Regions from separate parts of the Mus musculus genome. Here region 1 is linked to region 2. Evidence: chromatin contacts called from public promoter capture Hi-C data. All regions are on one chromosome and are shown on one strand. The core of a region is the stretch at or near the end of the contact, and the rest is flanking DNA. Distances in the headings are between cores, read along the strand shown.

What was found. Promoter capture Hi-C pulls out the DNA fragments that hold promoters and counts their contacts.
Region 1: a promoter capture Hi-C map of second pharyngeal arch cranial neural crest shows a contact between it and region 2, with 2.5 times the contacts expected there. The contact joins the promoter of Rgs22 here to the enhancer-like site in region 2. A contact is called at or near these places in 11 of 39 promoter capture datasets (the 3T3-L1 cell line, cranial neural crest, embryonic stem cells and 7 more) and 2 of 484 Hi-C or Micro-C datasets (both in embryonic stem cells).

Annotation. Positions count from the first base shown.
Region 1 is chr15:36,138,352-36,143,396 of GRCm38.p6, reverse strand. Rgs22 (regulator of G-protein signalling 22) reads left to right here and starts at 2,997. Exons shown (of 28, transcript NM_001195748.1): 1 at 2,997-3,069; 2 at 3,490-3,518. The coding sequence starts at 3,045.
Region 2 is chr15:35,839,861-35,845,283 of GRCm38.p6, reverse strand. It overlaps Vps13b (vacuolar protein sorting 13B), which reads right to left. Exons shown (of 62, transcript NM_177151.4): 41 at 5,228-5,409; 42 at 3,686-4,035. Among named protein-coding and RNA genes, the nearest start is that of Gm41292, 44 kb to the left of the region's middle. Within about 2 kb of position 2,778, at least 7 of the 459 cell types and tissues checked have an H3K27ac peak or open chromatin away from gene starts, as enhancers often do. A contact at or near this core is called in second pharyngeal arch cranial neural crest, where this site is marked.

The sequences.
Region 1 (5,045 bases), core at 1,748-4,247, 300 kb before region 2:
CCTGTTTTCTTATAAAACCCAGGACCACCAAACAGCCCAGGGGTGGCCCTACTCACAAAGGACTAGGCCCTTTCACATCAATCAGTAATTAAGAAAATACCCTGCAGCCTTGCCTGCAGCCTGGTGATCTGAAGGCATTTTCTCAATTGAGGCTGTCTCCTTCCTAATGATTTCAGCTTGTGTCAAGTTGACAAGAAACCAGTCAGCACACCATCTAAGGGCAAAGGCTTTGGAATGTGAAAAATGTATTAATAGCTGTCTGGGTAAAAAAACAAAACAAAACAACAACAACAAAAAACCTTCTCTATATCTGTTTTCTAAACTACAAACCCAGAAGAACAATGCTGTTCTATTTAAGTTCCCATTCAGGGCTCCTGGTAAGAGGGGGCAAAACGTGAGACACTGTCCATGCTAAACTGATGAAGTTATCAACTTGTCTGGCCAGAACGAGCATGCGTGGGCAGAGCACAGGCAGGTAACTGAAATGAGGAGTTGCAGAAGTTCAACCGGCAGCCACTAGCCTGTCAGGTCATGGTTGTGGGTGTGATGCAGAGAAAAAGGCTGACATGGGATGCAGCCTCCAGTGCCTGGCAGCTTACTGCCCAGAAGGTGCATTTCTGGCTCAGTGACTGGAATAGTACTGTGGCTTTAAGGTATGGGTTTGCAAAAACAAGAGTAGAAGCCAGTGGTAGGAGTCCATGGGAACATGCACACGTGAGGAAATGTTCCTGGTAAAGAAAAGGCCATTGTGGCAGAAAAACAAATTGTATACTGACTCTCAAGTTCGTATCCCACATTCTGAAGTCCTGTGTCAACTGCAAACTGGGAATCTTGGTTTAGGGACTTCCTTGACAGTGGCCCTGAACAGCCTTCCCATCTCTGCTGATGACAATACCCTTCTGTGCGTTCAGACAAGAATCTTTAAGAGTCATCCCCAAATACCTGTTTCTTTCCTACACCCAACTTGTCAGATTCGCTAGGCTCTATTCTTTATCATTTATTTATGTGTATGTGCCTGATCGTGTATACTACATCCATGCAGGAAGAGGTGGTGGGACCACTGGAGTTGGAGTTCTCAGCCACCATGCAGGTTCTGGACTTGAACCCTCTAGTGCTCTCGACTGCCCAGCCATTGCTCCCGCCCCTCAGCTCTCCTCCTAAATATAGATGTGAGACCTGGAAGCCGTGCTGCCTGGCCACCATCAGATCAGCTAGTACCTGCTTGGAGCTGAGCTGTTTACATCCTCTGCACAGCAGCAGCCAAAGTGAGCAGCTGAAGCTGCAGCCCACGAGGACCATCTCCCTTCACTTCTGTTCCCTCCCACTGCTCTCCCTTGGCTTCATTTGGCTTTCGGATTTTGTCTGGCAAGGGCAACAAACACTTCACTTAGGTCTTTTTCCTGTGTCATACTGCAATAGCAATAAACACAACCAGGGAGCAGGTGTCTGCTTCCTTGAAATATAGGCACCCATTGTCTTAAGGGCACACAAATACCTGCCCCACACTGAGGAGTCAAATGTGGAGCCACTGGCGGGTTTTAAGTAGGTCAGATTTGCATTTAGATAGCTGGTTTTGCTTTCAGCATGGATAATGGATTTAAAGAGAACTCCTAGCTGGGAGCTAAGCCTGGAAGACTGACAAGTTAGGAAGCTTTTACAGCAGACCAGATGGGAGCTAGCGCTAAGGCTGTGTGTGGGTGCTCTTGGGAAAATGAGAGCAGAGCCCAAATGCAGAAATATGTTAAGGTAGAACTGGCTGAATCCAGTATTTACCTGAATGTGGGGTTTGGAGGGAAAGTTCTAGGGGGAAACTTTGAGTTACTCGGAAGATGTATCATTTAACGGTCATAAGATTTATGTTCCAAAAATAATTTATGTCCCCCCCCAAAATCTGTGTTTTAGTTGAGATAGGTTCTCAAGTAGCCCAGGCTGGCCTTAAACTTCTGATCCCCCTGCCTCCACCTTCCTAGTACAGATTTTGCAGGTCTTTGCCCCAACCCCGGTCAGAAGATGAAGCTCAAAGATCCTGTCTGGGAATGGGTATGATTTGGGTGTGGAGTGATAGGGTGGGGTATAGCTCCTGTTAGACATTTGCATTGGAAGTACTGCTGGGAAGGGGCAAGCAGTTAGCTTTGGGGTTTATTTGGTACCACTGAGGAAATTCAGAACTACAGAATGGGATAAGTTTTATAAAACAATTAGGAAGCAGTATTTCCAATGCAAATGTCTAACAGGAGCTATACCCCACCCTATCACTCCACACCCAAGTCATACCCATTCCCAGACAGGGACTTTGAGCTTCATTTTCTGGCCAGGGTTGGGGCAAAGACCTGCAAAACCTGTACAAGCAACGTGGAGGCAGGAGGATCAGAAGTTCAGGGCCAGCCTGGGCTACATGAGAACCTATCTCAACTAAAACACAAATTTGGGGGGGGGGACATAAATTATTTTTGGGACATAAATATTTTTAGTATTTAGAATAATTGTGTTTAAATTTTTATCTTTTCTATTTAAATAAATTCTTTTTTGTTTGTTTGTTTGTGGTTTTGCTTTACTGTAGCTCAGGCTGGCTTTAAACTCTTAGTAACTGAGAACAAGCTGTAACTCTATTCTCCTGCCTTCTTTTGTTAACTGTTAGGATTGCAGGTGTGTGCCACAGTACACAGGGCTCTGTTTTCCTAACTCCTTTCCTGAACACACATTTTAGGGTAACTGTAATCTGTGGTCCCCAGTTCGGGTAATTCCTAGTGGTCAGCGTTTATGAAAAACCTTTTGCTACAGGCGTCTGACCTAAGGAAACTGAGGCCTGGCTCTGCGGTCCTTCGCTGTGGGAGGATCTGCTCCCCCCGCCCCCGCAACAGCCCTTCCCCACCAGGAGCCGTGCGATCTCCACAGTAACGGCCGCTCCCCAGCCGCCACCCCTGGCCCAGGCGCCTCTGCTTTGTCCAGCTCTATGGCAACAGCGGGCAGCCCCAGGCCGCGTGCCGTGGGGCGGCAGTCGCTCCCCAGACAGCGGGGCCGGGCAGCTGGGTTCCCCCGACAGGATGCCGGAGAAGCGGCTCTCGGCGGGTAGGTGGGCCCCGGCGCCCTGCCGCAGTGCTCGGGCACCCGGACCGCGCTCGACCCCAGCCCCAAGCCTCCAGCCCAAGCCCGGGTCCCCAGCCCCAGCTCCCTGCCTTTTATACGAACCCCCAGGGCAGTCGCTATTACCTTGTGCGCTAACCACGCTAAGCTCTCCTTTTGCAAATGGGGGCCTTAGGTTAGCTCTGGGGTGACAGTGGGTCCCAAGCCAAAGTCCAAAGGTCTTTCCTCCCCACCTTCACCTGGAATCCTACCTTAAAATGTAATCCATGTGCGGATAATGAACATTTTACTGAGCTCACCCGGGATATATGTATATACAGTAGCGCCAGGGGCTGTCGCAGATGATTTCAGTTAGTCTAAAAGGAAGATCTGAGTACGAAAAGGTAACGTTTTGTCTCCTTCCAGAGCCGCCAGAAGTTACAGAAGAAGAGTTTGTGAGTACACAGTGGCGAGAACGGGTCTTTTTTTTTACATTCTCTTCGGGCTAAAGCTTTCTTCTGTAAAAGACCTCATGTAGTTTCTCCGTACCCTTGCTGTCCCTATGGGGGCAGGCCGGCTGTCTCCATGGCTTTGTTGTGATGTGCAGGGCAGCTCCTGGTTGCAGTAAACATTAGTAGGTAAAGTTGCTCACCCCAGCATTAGAGATGGGAAAGAAGGGCTGGGAGTCGGGGTCATCCTTTGTGACATAGCAAATTCAAGGCTATGTGAGATCCTGTCTTAAAAAATACCAGCCCTCCCTCACCTCCACCCCCATGGTAGCACTCAGGTCTTTAAACTCCAGCAGAGGCAGGAGGATTTCTCTGAGTTTGAGGCCAGCCTGGTCTACAGAGCAAGTTCCAGGACCGCCAGGGCTATACAGAAAAACCCTGTCTCAACAACAACAACACCACCCAGTCAATCAATAAATAATAAAATAACAAAGCCAAAAAACCCAAAACTAATCAACCAAACAACCAAAACAGACAAACACAAAAACAGCAACAGAAACCAGTCATCTATTTGTAAGTGTTTAAATTGTTTTCTAGACATTGTTCTCAGGTCAGAATTTTGGAGAAATTGAGCATACTAAATATTTGCCAAATCTATTTATCATTTGGGAGAGTGCTGTCTTTAGAGACTCTTCTAGAAAGCATATTGCTTACACGAGGAGCTTGCCCCAGGGCACAGACAGACACAGAGGCAACCCTTTTTCCTACCACCGTTGAGGCTGGAGCTCAAAGCGCGTCCAGTATTTACTAATGTGAATACTCTAGCACCCACTTCTCTTGTTGACTGATTATCCTATTTACTTTTGGCTTTTCATTCAACAAACATGAGTGACTGTGTATTCAAAGTATTGTCCTAAATACTGGGTCTAAGTCTCAAAAACGTTAACAGTCTAGCTGGGGCTAACATAAGAGAGAAGGCTAAGTCAGCAGATAGTAGGAGTAGTAGGAGGTGGGAGCAGGAGGAGGAGGGGTGGGGGAGAAAAGAGAAACTTCTATGTACACTAACATACAGGTACACACAGCACATCAGAAATGCTTCCATATATTGGCCGAACCCCGTTTAACGGGAAATTAAGTTATTCCATCACTCAGCCTCAGTGCTTCACGCAGGAGGGCATCTGAGCCAGCTCCTCCTCTTCTGTGCCATCCAGCCTGGGCGTCTTATGAGTACTTAGCATTTGAGTGATTGTGCTCAACTTGTCCTCCTTCCCTGGGCACCCGCTGAGTTCCAGGCCTTGATCCCAGTCTTCTTTTCCCTTCCCAGCTTCTCTCCCCACTCCTGTGAGGTATTGATCTTTGGGACTCTGCTCTCCAGAAGTTTGTGGGTGAGCTCTTCCTTCGCCCCTGTAGCTCTACCCTTCCCCATCTCTTGAGAATCCCAAGTCCATATGCCATCCCCACATCTGCTCTCGGTGTTGCTAGGACGTAACCTGTGCGGCCCGCAACTTGCTATGTGTGCAACCCCGCATCACT
Region 2 (5,423 bases), core at 1,529-4,028:
AAATCTCCATTTCTACGATATGCCAGTGTCTCCCCCCACCCCCCACTTCCCACACTACTCAGGCTTCATTAAGCTGTTTCCTGCCCCAGTCAGTTCCTTCTGCTGGGACCTCTATCCCACTTACCTCTTACCTCTTGCTGGATTGCTCTGCTTGTATCTGGCCTCCGGTTCTTCCATATAAAGTCAGTGCCTCAAAGTAGCTTTCTGAAATCCTCCCCAGGCCTGACTAGGTTCCCATTTGATGCTGACATGACACTATTCATCACCTTCAGAGTGCCTGCTTATTTGTTTTATTACCTGGAGAAGGAACAGGACCTGCATCTTTTACAACTTCATGTCTAATACTCTTAGTAATTCCTGATGCTTGAGTACTCAATACACACTTAGGAAACAAACAAACAAACAAACAAACAAACAACAAAAACAAATCTTTGTTTTCTAACTGTGCTAGGAGGTGAGCTCAAGGCTAGGAGCAGGGAAGCACTTGGCCAATGAAACACACCCTAGCCTAACTCTAATAATAACATTGGTAAAGCATGTGACTTTGTACAAACTAAAAACTATTTTAAAAGTGAACTTAAATATCCAATTTTTATGCTCAGATATAACTGCCAGTCACAGTTGGAATGAAATTCTTCAGGCAATCTTTTTTTTTCTTCCCCTTCTGAATCTCCTGGCTGTTGCTATGTGCCTACTTTATCCAATCCTACTTAATGTATTTATCTAAAACCTTTAATCAACTAGAATCACAGTGTGTAATTAGTTTTGATGAGATTTTTCCACTTGGTATTATATAATCAAAATATAATCAAAATAAACTACACTCCTTGTAAGCCTTTCTGTCTCCTTTCCATGAGAGAGTAAAACCATGAAGGAGAGGATACGGCTCCAATTCCCACTCAGTTATACATCCTGAGGTTAAAGTGTACTTTTCACAATGAATTGGGATCAATCTTAACACAGATGTTAAGTTATCAGCTAGAGGTTGAAAAAAATCACATCTTCTCCTCATCCCTAAAACTGATGAGGGTTTAAGGAAGAAAATATAAATTAAGGAACAAAAGGGGGTTGCTTATATTTTTCTAAAGAACATTTGAGGTCTTCAGATGTTTCTCAAATGTTTCTTCATCTATGGAATGTATTATAACTATAATAAACTTCAACATTTCTTGGAATGTTTTAGATTCTGTTATATTAAAAAGCTTATACTCCTTTATATGACATCATCTACACTGAGTCCTAGAATGCTTGTAAGAATTTGTAGTTAAAAGATGGCTTATTCATACTTTAAGTTAATATCATGTTGAAGAAGCAACTACATGGTTATCTGTACGTTTGTTAAATAAGAGATGTGAGTGTACCTCTTTTTAAATGTTATTTTGCTCAAACCAGGAAAATTGACACAGAAAACAAACCAAAAAAAAAAAAAGTGGTATACACACATACACACAAATGTATGCATGTGGGGGGGTCGGGAGAGAGTGTTCTATAACCATAGAAATCAAGAACCAATGAAAGGCGATGTTAAGTTTGAACTTATGACGTGACAGTAAAGGACCAAACTGTTTCATACCTGATAATATGATTTTAAAAACTAGATGGAGAACTCAAATGTTTTATTCTACTCATTAAATTTATTTTCATTGTAAATAACTATAGTATATGTCAGCATTATTAAACATATAATAAAATTCAAGTTTCAGAATAAACTTCTTTCTAGAGACAATAAATCACATTCAGGACAGAAAAAAATGAGCACAGAAGCCTTTATCAGCCTGTTTCAATGGCAAACGTCCTCTGATTTCAAAGTAGTATACTTTCATATTTACTTTAGCATACACAGGGTCCAATGCCTACCATATTAAAACTTGGTGGCAAGTACCCTTGACAGGGGAGGAAACAAGAAAATTATAGCAACAATTACAGAAGCATATCCTCTTGTGGCTCATGTTAACATTGCCAAATTCCTGTATAAATCAGAAGCAACTATTCATAGAATGTACCTGTCAGCAATCTGCTGTGTGACACATGGCTCTACTTAATGGCCTATCCTTTCAAGGCACTGTGCTAGCCGGGCATTCACAGTCTGACGAGGTTTAGGACATTTGAATGTTTATGTACCAGATTTTATTTATGTGTATAGCTGTGTCTAAGAGAATATTTTTTCTCTGTAAGAAACTGATATTTTGAAGGCCATTTTGCAGTAGTTGCTACATATGAGTTTGCTTATAAAGCTCTGATACTAAGACAAAAATGTCCTGGATTTTAATGTTCTATCAAGAATTCTCTATTTTCTACGTTTGTTTTTTATTAAATGCATTGTTCAGAAAAAAATTGAAGCTAGAAATTGGAGCTATGGAAGTTTTTTTTTCACATTGCTATTTGAACCAGCTGCAAAGATTTCGATCACACTAGCTCTTATTTTACGCATGTCCTTTGCAACATGAAAACCATGGAATGCCCTTAAAAAAGACTTCAAATACAAACCAGATGTGTTATCTTCTTTCCCTTTGCTATTGCAGTACCACGTTAAGCAATTAATTCTTTAGTCTTCTATAGGTCTTCATGCATATAAAGCAAACGTTAAATTTTATGTCTGTAAAATCTAATTCTCATAAACATTTTAGGTTAGAGAACTTGAAAATTTAGAACTATTTATTTCATAAAATTGTTTCCATAAAGATCCTCAAGATATTCTCATAAAATCCCCCCTAAGTTCTCCTCCTTGTCCCCAGGAAGGTTCTTTCCAGGAGCAAACACCCTCCCATAGCTTCTAGTGCCTGCTGCTGAAAGAACTCAGACAAGACTCACTCTGGGAAGCCGTCTCTACAACTGTGTGTGAGTACGCACAAAATGGCGACACAGGTCTTAGCGTAACTGGTGACTAAATGTGAAGGCAATAATGAAAATCAGCACAAATGCAGAAGGGATTTATTGTGTAATCATCCAAATACTCTGTGGGACTGTTTCCATTCTGCAGACACAGGTCATTTTCCATTTTAAGTATGCCATTCACCATTAGTTTATAGTCTATCTATTTTCTAATGTGAGTAATTTCTTATAAAAGATACAAGAAAAACAGTAAAGTTATTACAATTCTCTATGAATATAAGAATCCATTCTGCAGTGCTTTCTAGTGAATCAAAAAGATAGGATGTCTGCAAAGGAAAACCAAGAATGCTCTGCTTCCAGGTTCTAGGCCATGGCTCATTCATGTTTTTGTTTGAAAATCTAGAAAGCTTAATTTAAGTCCTTAATTTCTACAGTGGACATTCAGACAGTCTGGTACCTACCAAAGTTGAAGCTTTAGTTAAATAGAACCACAACATTAAAAAAAAAAAAGTCTTGGGAATAAGTTACTCTCCACCCAGATATGGTCGATTGGGCCCTCAATAGATGGCATGACCTTGACACATGTGTGGACCCACGGTCTCCAGAGTCTGTAGAGAGAACTCTGCATCACTTATCTAAGCAGATGCCATGACTCTGATCAGTGTCAAGCCACAGTGTCCAGAGCTTTGTAAAGAGAACACTTGCATCACTTTTTCTAAACAAAGTGGTGCCCTCAAACCCTTCATCCCTCACATTTGGGTTTGGGTTTAACTTATAATTAAGTGGTAACACGGAGTGTACAGTAAAAAGATCGCATGCAGCCAAACTATAAATGCTTCTGGGGTGTGCATACCTGTTGCCACGCTTGTATTGCAGTGTTTAAGGAATGAACTACATGCTGCCCGAAGTTGACAAGCACAGAGTCCACTATCACGGTGGAGTCCAGCAGCTTCTGCACGCCATCACTGGAAAGTGCCATCTGTCCACAGATGCCAAAGGGTTTCACCACAGTTTGCATCGTGACGTTTCTGCATTCCAGAAGTTTACAATCCATCTGAGATGAGAACTTGATCTCCTGGCAGACAGGACCACTGTTCCACTGCCGAAGATGCAGGTTTGGTTCTCTGAAGGAAATGATCATGTATTCCAGTTCAGATGGCACATTTTTATCAGAAATGAATGGCTGTAGGTACTGTGGTGAAGCTTTTAAGAATAAAAGAAAAGTGGCAATTAAGATGTGTCAATACTTCATGGAAACAAGTGAGGTGACGTTTAAATGATTCACTTTGTTCTTAAATTTAGTACTTGAAATTAATAGATTTAAACAATTGCTTTAAAATGTTAAATTTTTTGAAGTACCATTTGACATCCGAAAATACACTGTTTTGTTCAATCAGGTCTCAAACGCATATTGCTCAAAGGTTATTTTCACTTCCATAGATAAAAAACGTTTGATCCCAGTAATGAATAAGAGAAGACAACCATCTAAATCTCTGTCTACTAACAAAATCTCTAAAGCAACAGAAACATGACTCTAGAAAATGCTTCAACTCTATTCTTGCTGAAAAGAAGATGCTTAACAGCAGCTAAAATGAGTTTAATCTCACCTTCTCCATTACATGTCAGTTGAGAACCTAAAACCTAAATCAAGCTGGGCAGTGGTGGCTCACGCCTTTAATCCCAGCACTTGGGAGGCAGAGGCAGGTGGATTTCTGAGTTCGAGGATAGCCTGGTCTACAGCGTGAGTTCCAGGACAGCCAGGGCTACACAGAGAAACCCTGTCTCGAAAAACCGGGGGGGGGGGGGGGGGGGAGAAAGAAAAGAAAAGAAAGAAAGAAAAAAGAAAAAACCTAAATCAAACTGAATTAACTAGAAAAGGGTTGAGACTAAATGCAACACTTGAGAAATAATTATTCAAATAACACTGGGAATTTAAAGGAGCCTACTTTTGCTACATGGGGATTTATTTATATTCCTTTTAAATGTGTAAAAATATGAGTCTTGTAATTTAATGAGAATGTGCCCATCTTTATAGAGTAGGTATCTTGAACTCAGGTCATAAATATCAAGTTCTTTTGGGATCTATTTTCCAATAATGTAGAATACAGATGAAAATATATGTTTTTTTTTTAAGATTTTAATTGGTATAACAGTAAAACCTGCAGCTAAAACAAAACAAAATATACTTCCTTAAAAATTCTCTTAGAACATATGTCACTGAGGAGTAGGGCCACACCTGCTGCACTATATCAGCTTTAGAGTAACCCTGGAGTGCCCATGCTGAGAACTGTGAGATGCCATGTGGGGAATTTAGGTTTTAGGCTTTAGGCTTTCACCCAGGACCACAATGAATGGCACTAAGTAGGTGTTCTCTTGATGCTGAAGCGATGCATACCTGTGCCTAGTTGGTCCAGGTGATGGCAAAGACGGAATTCCAGATGAGCGAACTGGAAGGACATGCACAGGGATGGGACGAACCATGGGGTAAAACACGAGTCCACTCTGGTGCAAGCAGCCAGGGCTGTTGGAGTTACAAGTGGTTCACAAGTGCTTTGAGAACCGGATTCACTTGCAGAACTATGGAAAACCAA